Regions from separate parts of the Anas platyrhynchos genome. Here region 1 is linked to region 2. Evidence: chromatin contacts called from public Hi-C data. All regions are on one chromosome and are shown on one strand. The core of a region is the stretch at or near the end of the contact, and the rest is flanking DNA. Distances in the headings are between cores, read along the strand shown. Region 1 holds the start of FADS6 (fatty acid desaturase 6). Region 2 overlaps HID1 (HID1 domain containing).

The links. Hi-C and Micro-C count contacts between places; a contact is called where the count stands out from the background.
Region 1: a Hi-C map of skeletal muscle shows a contact between it and region 2, with 4 times the contacts expected there. The contact joins the promoter of FADS6 here to the enhancer-like site in region 2. A contact is called at or near these places in 2 of 8 Hi-C or Micro-C datasets (liver and skeletal muscle).

Annotation. Positions count from the first base shown.
Region 1 is chr19:9,517,952-9,521,093 of IASCAAS_PekinDuck_T2T, reverse strand. It overlaps FADS6 (fatty acid desaturase 6), which reads right to left and starts at 1,447. Exons shown (of 6, transcript XM_072025635.1): 1 at 649-1,447. The coding sequence starts at 1,030.
Region 2 is chr19:9,464,250-9,467,779 of IASCAAS_PekinDuck_T2T, reverse strand. HID1 (HID1 domain containing) reads right to left here. Exons shown (of 19, transcript XM_038165304.2): 14 at 2,384-2,611; 15 at 1,802-1,908. Among named protein-coding and RNA genes, the nearest start is that of OTOP3, 16 kb to the left of the region's middle. Within about 2 kb of position 1,284, at least 2 of the 8 cell types and tissues checked have an H3K27ac peak or open chromatin away from gene starts, as enhancers often do.

The DNA.
Region 1 (3,142 bases), core at 198-2,697, 53 kb before region 2:
CATGCTGCAGCACTCCTCGCCTTCCTCCTCCCGTTGCTGCTCCAAAATGTGCTGACGGCTGCCCTGGGCCTGTTTTTCAGACGTAATTACAGGTATTTAAACTGCCCGAGCCAGTATTGCTGACTCCACGCCGCCCTTGGCAGCCAGGCTGCAGGTTTGGCCACTTCCAGCCCCAATGGCATGGGGTGCGCGCACCCCGCCCAGCCCCATCCCAGTAAGGTCCAGCCAGGAACCTGCAGCACCCAGACCCAGCTTTGGGCATGAGCCAGCCAAACCCCAGGACAGGCACGAGAAGGAAAACAAACTCCCCCCGAGACCCATGGGTCTCTGCATCTCGTGGGTCAGACCTGCTACCCACAGGTAACACTGAGCACTCCTCTGCGCCCACCACCACCCTCAGGGCACCCTCACCCCAACCCCGTGGATTTCCCTGCCCGGCTGCTGGGCACCCTCAGGCACCCCCAACCCCACATCCCACCTCGTCACACCACACAGGGTAAAGGGTTTATCGCAGCTTTGTTACAGCTTAACAGCTGCTAATAGGCTTTCAGCAAAGTCCCCTGCCCTACACACCTCCGACATAACAGCAGCGAGGAGGCAGCGGGACCCCCACACCCCCAGGACCCCCAGGCTCGGGGGGGCTCCTACCTGCTGGGAGCGCGAGGAGGCTGCAGGCGAGGATGGAGGCGTCCACGCCGTGCCGCTCCCACCAGCTGCTGCTCTTCACCACCTTCTGCACCCGCTCCGAGAGCTCGGCCATGAGGGACTCCTCGCCCCCCAGCACCCCAAACTGCTCCGGCTCCATCCCTGCCGGCTGCAGCCCCCCTCCAGCATCTTCTCCCCATCCGGCGGCCGCGTCCCCATCACCCAGGGCTGGTCCCAGCTGGGGTTCCTCTGCTGTCACCTCCATCCCGCTGCCACCAGGAGCTGTCCCATCCTCGTGGGGCTCCCCCCGTGTCCCCCCGAGGCTGGTGGCACCGCTGTTGTGCTGTCTCCTCCGCCTCGCCACCTCCCCGTCCCCCAGCGGCATCGCCCTGCCAAGTACAGGCAACGCACACCCTGACAGCACCCGAGGCGAGGAATTAACACCCGGGAGGGGGCAGGAAAGCACCTGGAGCCCAGCCCGAAGCCTTCAGAGCCTCGACGGTGGCCTCGTCCCCTCCGCGTCCCCCCCCTCACCCCCAGCCTCCAGCGCCGAGGCCGGGCTCCGCAGCCCCGGCTGAAGGACACGGGAAGGGCGGGAGGGGGGGGTGGGGAAGAGCAGAAAGCCACGATAATAATACAAATAAATAAAAGAAAGAAAAGCAAAAAGCCCCTCGGGGGAGCAGAGGCGCAGCCCCGTACTCACGGCTCCCCCCCGCGCTGCGCCCCGGTGCCGGGCGGCGGCGGCGGCTCGGGGAAGGGAGGAGAGGAGGAGGCCGGATGCAGATGAGCAGCCGCAGAAATCCGCCCCCGATCCCCTATTCGGGAGCACCGAGGGCACCGGGAGAGGGAGGAGGGAACGAGACGGGAGGGGAAGGATGGGGAGGCAGCGGGGAGGCTGGAGGGAGGGGAGCCGGGAGGCAGGAGCAGCCCCGAGGAGGTCAGGAGGAGGATGTGGGGTAGGGGTTGTAGGGCTGGGATAGGGGTTGTAGGGCTGGGGTAGGGGTTGTAGGGCTGGGGTAGGGTTTTATTTCCTCCGGAGGGCAGGAGCCGTGCAGCCCAACCCGCCTGGGACAGCTCCAAGGGCAGGCTGTGGGATGGTGAAAGAGGGAGCGCACCTGCGGGGCTGAGCCCTGGCCCCACTTTGCGCCTCCTCTCCTACGCTGTTGTGAGTTTTGCAAGATTTTTTTTTGTAAGAATTCCCTCTCGTTACCATCTCTGCCTCCTGGTTAATCGAGCAGGAACAGCACAGGACCGAGAGCTTTCGGGTCCCCTGCCTTTATAGCAGAAGGCTCTACAAGCAACACTTCCCCACCAGGCACCGGATTTCTCCTTTTTTTTTTGGTTACTTTTCCTAACCCAAACCTGAATCAGCTCAACCAAAAGGCACTGATTCACCTGATTCACCAAACCTCAGCTAACACCGACCCCCAGCAACTCCACACGCCAGGCTGGTTTTTGCTGCACCCCATGCTGGGGATCCCCAGACCCGAATCGGGACGGGCTCAGGACCTCCTGGAGCAGCAAATCCCTGCAGCGACTGGGAGGCAAACCTCACCCCAGCACTGTGCCAGTCCCTGAACCCCAGGGGACTCTCGTCACACCCTGGAAAAGCAATAAATAAATTAAAAAATAAATAAATTAAAAAACAAATAAATTAAATCGCACCTGCTGCCAAGGGCAGAGTGAGGGGGTGTTACACGGCTGCAGGGTGTTCTCTTCCATTCCAGCAGCTCGTGTTATGATGGATCAATTCCAGAGCCACGGGCATTAATCAAGAGAAATATTTGGAGCCGCAGCAAGCTGAAGGCCTGGCTGCAGCGGCCAAGTTCAGCAATTCCAATACACAGCTCGTTTGTCATCGCCAGCTCGTTAAGGAGGGAAGCCCAGGGCAAAGGAGAGCACCCACGGGTGGTGCTGAGCCAGGGGCGAGCGCACGAAGGTGGTGCTGGGGGACACTGCGGGGTCTGCTCATTATGGGATGCCTTCATTAACAGAGGGACCCCTGCAGTGACACCACCAGGGGTGGTGGCAGCGAGGTGATGAGCCCCAATCTGAGCTTGTCCTGCTGCTGCTCGGCACAGCCACAGGTGATTGCACAAGGCACAAGCTCAGGACGGGGCAGAACGGGTTCTGTGGCAATGGGGCAGGAGGAGACGGAGGAGGAGGAGGCAGCAGAGCGGCTCAGCCTCGTGTCCAAGCCCCAAATGAGTCAAGAGGATCCCACCGCAGCCAGGGGGAGCGTGCCCGTGTGCATGGTCCTGGGACCAGGGGCCACGTCTGCGTGGGAGAACAAGCAGTGGGTTGGGAAAAATGCAGGAAAGGCAAAGTTTAGACCCTGGGGGACGGTTTCCTTCTGGTTTTGCTTGAAGCTGCAGCCGAGGTGGGCGTTGTGCCCAGGGTGATGCTCGCAGGGGAGCAGCAGCCGCAAGGAGAGCCTGTGGGAGAGGACACCCAGAGACAACTTCCCAATGTCAGTGTGGGGCACACAAAAAAGCAG
Region 2 (3,530 bases), core at 35-2,534:
TTCAGATGACCTTACCCTCTCTTCCTCTTCCCTCCTCTGTCTCCCACAGCCCTTGCCCCCTTTCAGCTGTCATCCGAGGGCTGGCAGCCAGCTGACATATTTAGGAGATGTGAGATGGAATTACACTGAAATGTGAGGGGTGTTAAACGTTTCACGAGACACTTTTGAAATGTTTATGGCTGATAAGGGAAGAACATTGCAACAGATAAATGAAAGAACATAAATCACTCGTAAGGGTGGGGGATCCTAACATTTATCCCTTGTCTCTTAGTTTATCTTAACTCAGCAGGTCGGAATCAGGATGGAGCCCAGAAAGAAGACAATGTTCAGACAGCCTGAAACACCACAACCCCTGGAGACTGGTGCGTGCGACCTGAAGCACAATGCAGTTGCAGTGATGATTATCCCCATAGCAAATCCCACACCCGGTGCTTTACTGCCCTTCACCTCCTGTCTGCCTTCTGGCCCCATGCCAAATGTTCAGCCATGCAAGCAGCACTGCTGCAGCCAGGTAGAGCTGGCTAACGGGCAATGTCTGTCCAAGACTAAACACCCCACGTGCACACACACACACAAGCAGAAGCAACAGAGAGGTTCAGAATGGAAGGGTAAAATAGAGGAGTCTCCAGCCTGCTCTGCTAGATTGAGATGTCCTTTCAAATATCCCCTACTTGTACCTCAGTTCTGCAGCACTGTCACAGCCAAAAGCATGTCAAGAGAAAAACAGACCTAAAGATTCTTGTAACATCTCCACGAGCCATAGAAGCCCACAATAAAATACATCGCCTCACCTCAACTCGTTACCTCCTGCACAGTTGGCTTTACACCTGGTGAGAGCTGGTCAAGAATTAAGCCATTCCACAGAAAATTAAGAGAGGAAAAACTGGGAAAGAGTAATGCCTTTCACCCTGGGGCAGCCACGCACCCTTGTGTGGATGGATGCAGCGTTCTCACTGCAAGCAAATGGCTCAGGGGACAGTAAATGCTTACGCAGAACACAAGGCAGCACTAGGTGCATAAACGTGGCCTTGCTGAAGAAGCACAGAATGCGCAGGGCAGCCTTCCTAAGATGCTTCCTACAAGACAGCCGGGAGGGTTTTGAAAGCAGACTGGAAAGGTCACTATCTGAGGAGTTAATGGCGAGCATCAGAAGACTCCTGCTCCGCTGAAATTGGAAAGCAGCCATTTTATAGCTCTTGATGGGGAAAGTCAGTAGATGCCAGAAGGCTGACACCACCAGCAGAGCCTAAAAGAGCAGCACAGCCCTGACTCACAAACCGCAAAGCCTCTGTCTCATCTGCGTGGCTGAACAACTGCCACTCTGAAGGCAGCGTCCCAAGCAAGCCCTCACGGGAACACACTTTTCACAACAGCAGCAAGCCAGAGTATGCTGGCAGAGCTCTGCATTCCAGAAAGGACAGAGACAGAAGAGGAGCAGCAGTCAGAACCTGAGCTGAAAGCCTCTGAATCAGGAATGCATCCCTTTTCATTTACACACTTACTGCTCCGTCAGGAGCTTCAAGTTAGAGAAAGCTCCTCTAGTGTCCTAGCTCGTGTGGCACTAGCACGAACACGGAACAACCAAGGTGATGCAACAGTACTCATGAATAATGGTGTTTTGCAGCACAGCTCATGTAATAACACTATGCATATTGCTTCTAATGTGATGCCTTTCTTCAGGGGGCCAACTAGACCTCTTTATCTGAAGTCCCACATTTTAGTTCATTTCACAACAAGCTCTAGATCTTCCCTACGCACCAATGCCTGTCCTTACCCCACTCCAGGGCTCCCCATCACTCACAGCTGAGGGCAGGTTACCCTCTGGTGGAGGTTGTGAAGACTCAGGCTCCAGTGAACGCATGGTCCCATCCTCTGATACCTGTGACTTCTCTGTGAGCTTGTCAATTCCTGTGTTCAAAACACAAAAAGCTCAGAAGCAGTGAATTAGAAGCTTAAAAACAGGATGTTCTTCTCTGCCTTACCAGGCACAGACACTAAGCATCTGCTGACATCTGAAGCGCTCTCCTTTCAATAGGAGCAGCGAGATCTAGCTTTGATCTCATCACCTTAAAGGAGTTCATTTGTCTCTGGAAAATGCTCCTTCTTGCAACACAGACACAGAGCTCACATGGATGTAGTTAAACTGAGTCAAGAAGTCAAGATTGAGACAAAAGGTCATGTAGACACTAGGTCTGAGACTTCACTTTACTTTGACCTGCTCACAGCTTGGGCAAACTGATCTAAAGCTGAGACTGCAAGGCAGTAAGTCATTCACAGACGTAAACTCTTAATCTCTCCCACGCCCAGTGAAAGGGTGAGTCCACGCTGTACCTCACAGTGAAAACAAACCACTCTCCTGTTCCAAAGATAAACTAAAGCTGACCTGGAGTAGCCACCAAACTCGTCTTCAGTGTCCCCGGTTCAGCAGGGGCAGCAGGACGCGACCCCTCCATGGAGGCTCCATCCTGGGAGTTGGTGCGAGAAATGGGCTCGGGAGTTTTCTTCTTGCGCTGCAAACCTTTCTGGATGGACTGCGAGTCCGTGGGTAAGTTGGCCAGCTGGTGAAACACGTTCCGCTTGCGGATAACGGCGTAGACCAAATTTGAGTTCCCTGGGAATCACAGCAACAAAATGAGTAGAGGAGGAAGACTTTGCCAATGCAGTCTAGCTCGCTGGAAACTTGAAGCATGATTGTGGAGTCCCTGCAAGCTCAGAGAACCATGCCCCCACCTGTTACAAGCAATGGCACAAGGAAGAAAGAGCAGAGTTCTGTACTCTTTTATCCATCACAATGCAGTAAGGAAAATCAGCGAAATTCTTCCCAGGAGGGAAGGTTGACAAGAATTGGCTTAGAGAATGACATTGAAACAAGTGAGAAATAATAGGACACTTTAAGCCATATATTACCACCTGTTTTGGAAGAGAAGTTTGTTAGTCAAGATTCAACATTTCTCCATCTTCAACAAAAAGCACACAAAGAGAGCCAGAGGCATTCCACTTGAGGAGAAACAGGCTTACAGTAGGACAGCCAAAAGACCAGAATTCCCATCATCTCTAAGGTAGCAGGAAACAGAACGAAACTGTCATCTAACATAAAATATAAAACACACCCACAAAGGCTGCTGTAGGATCTGTCATCCACCACTTGCTAGTTTCCCATTAGGTAAGCAGAATGACCACTCCTGACTTGTGGTTTTAAAACAAAACATTAATTTTTGAGCAAGAAGAATTAAGAACTCCCAGCAGGCTAAGGGACCTCACTCTCATTTCCTAGAGGTAAGCAACTGTCATGCTTTTAGGAGGGAAACAGTAAGGGATTTCCTGGAGAGATAGCAAGTGCTAGAACTTTGTTTGAATGGGGCTTTTTGGTCATCAGCTCAACTGCTCTGTCAGAGCAGAATTGAAAGGCACTTTTAAACACTAAAGGAGATGGAAATTGTTTTGTTCCATCACTTACTTTGCTGAGCAACACGGGCAGTTTTACAGCAGCATTCAGCCAGCTACAACTTAAGCCTTAACCACTCCCTTTC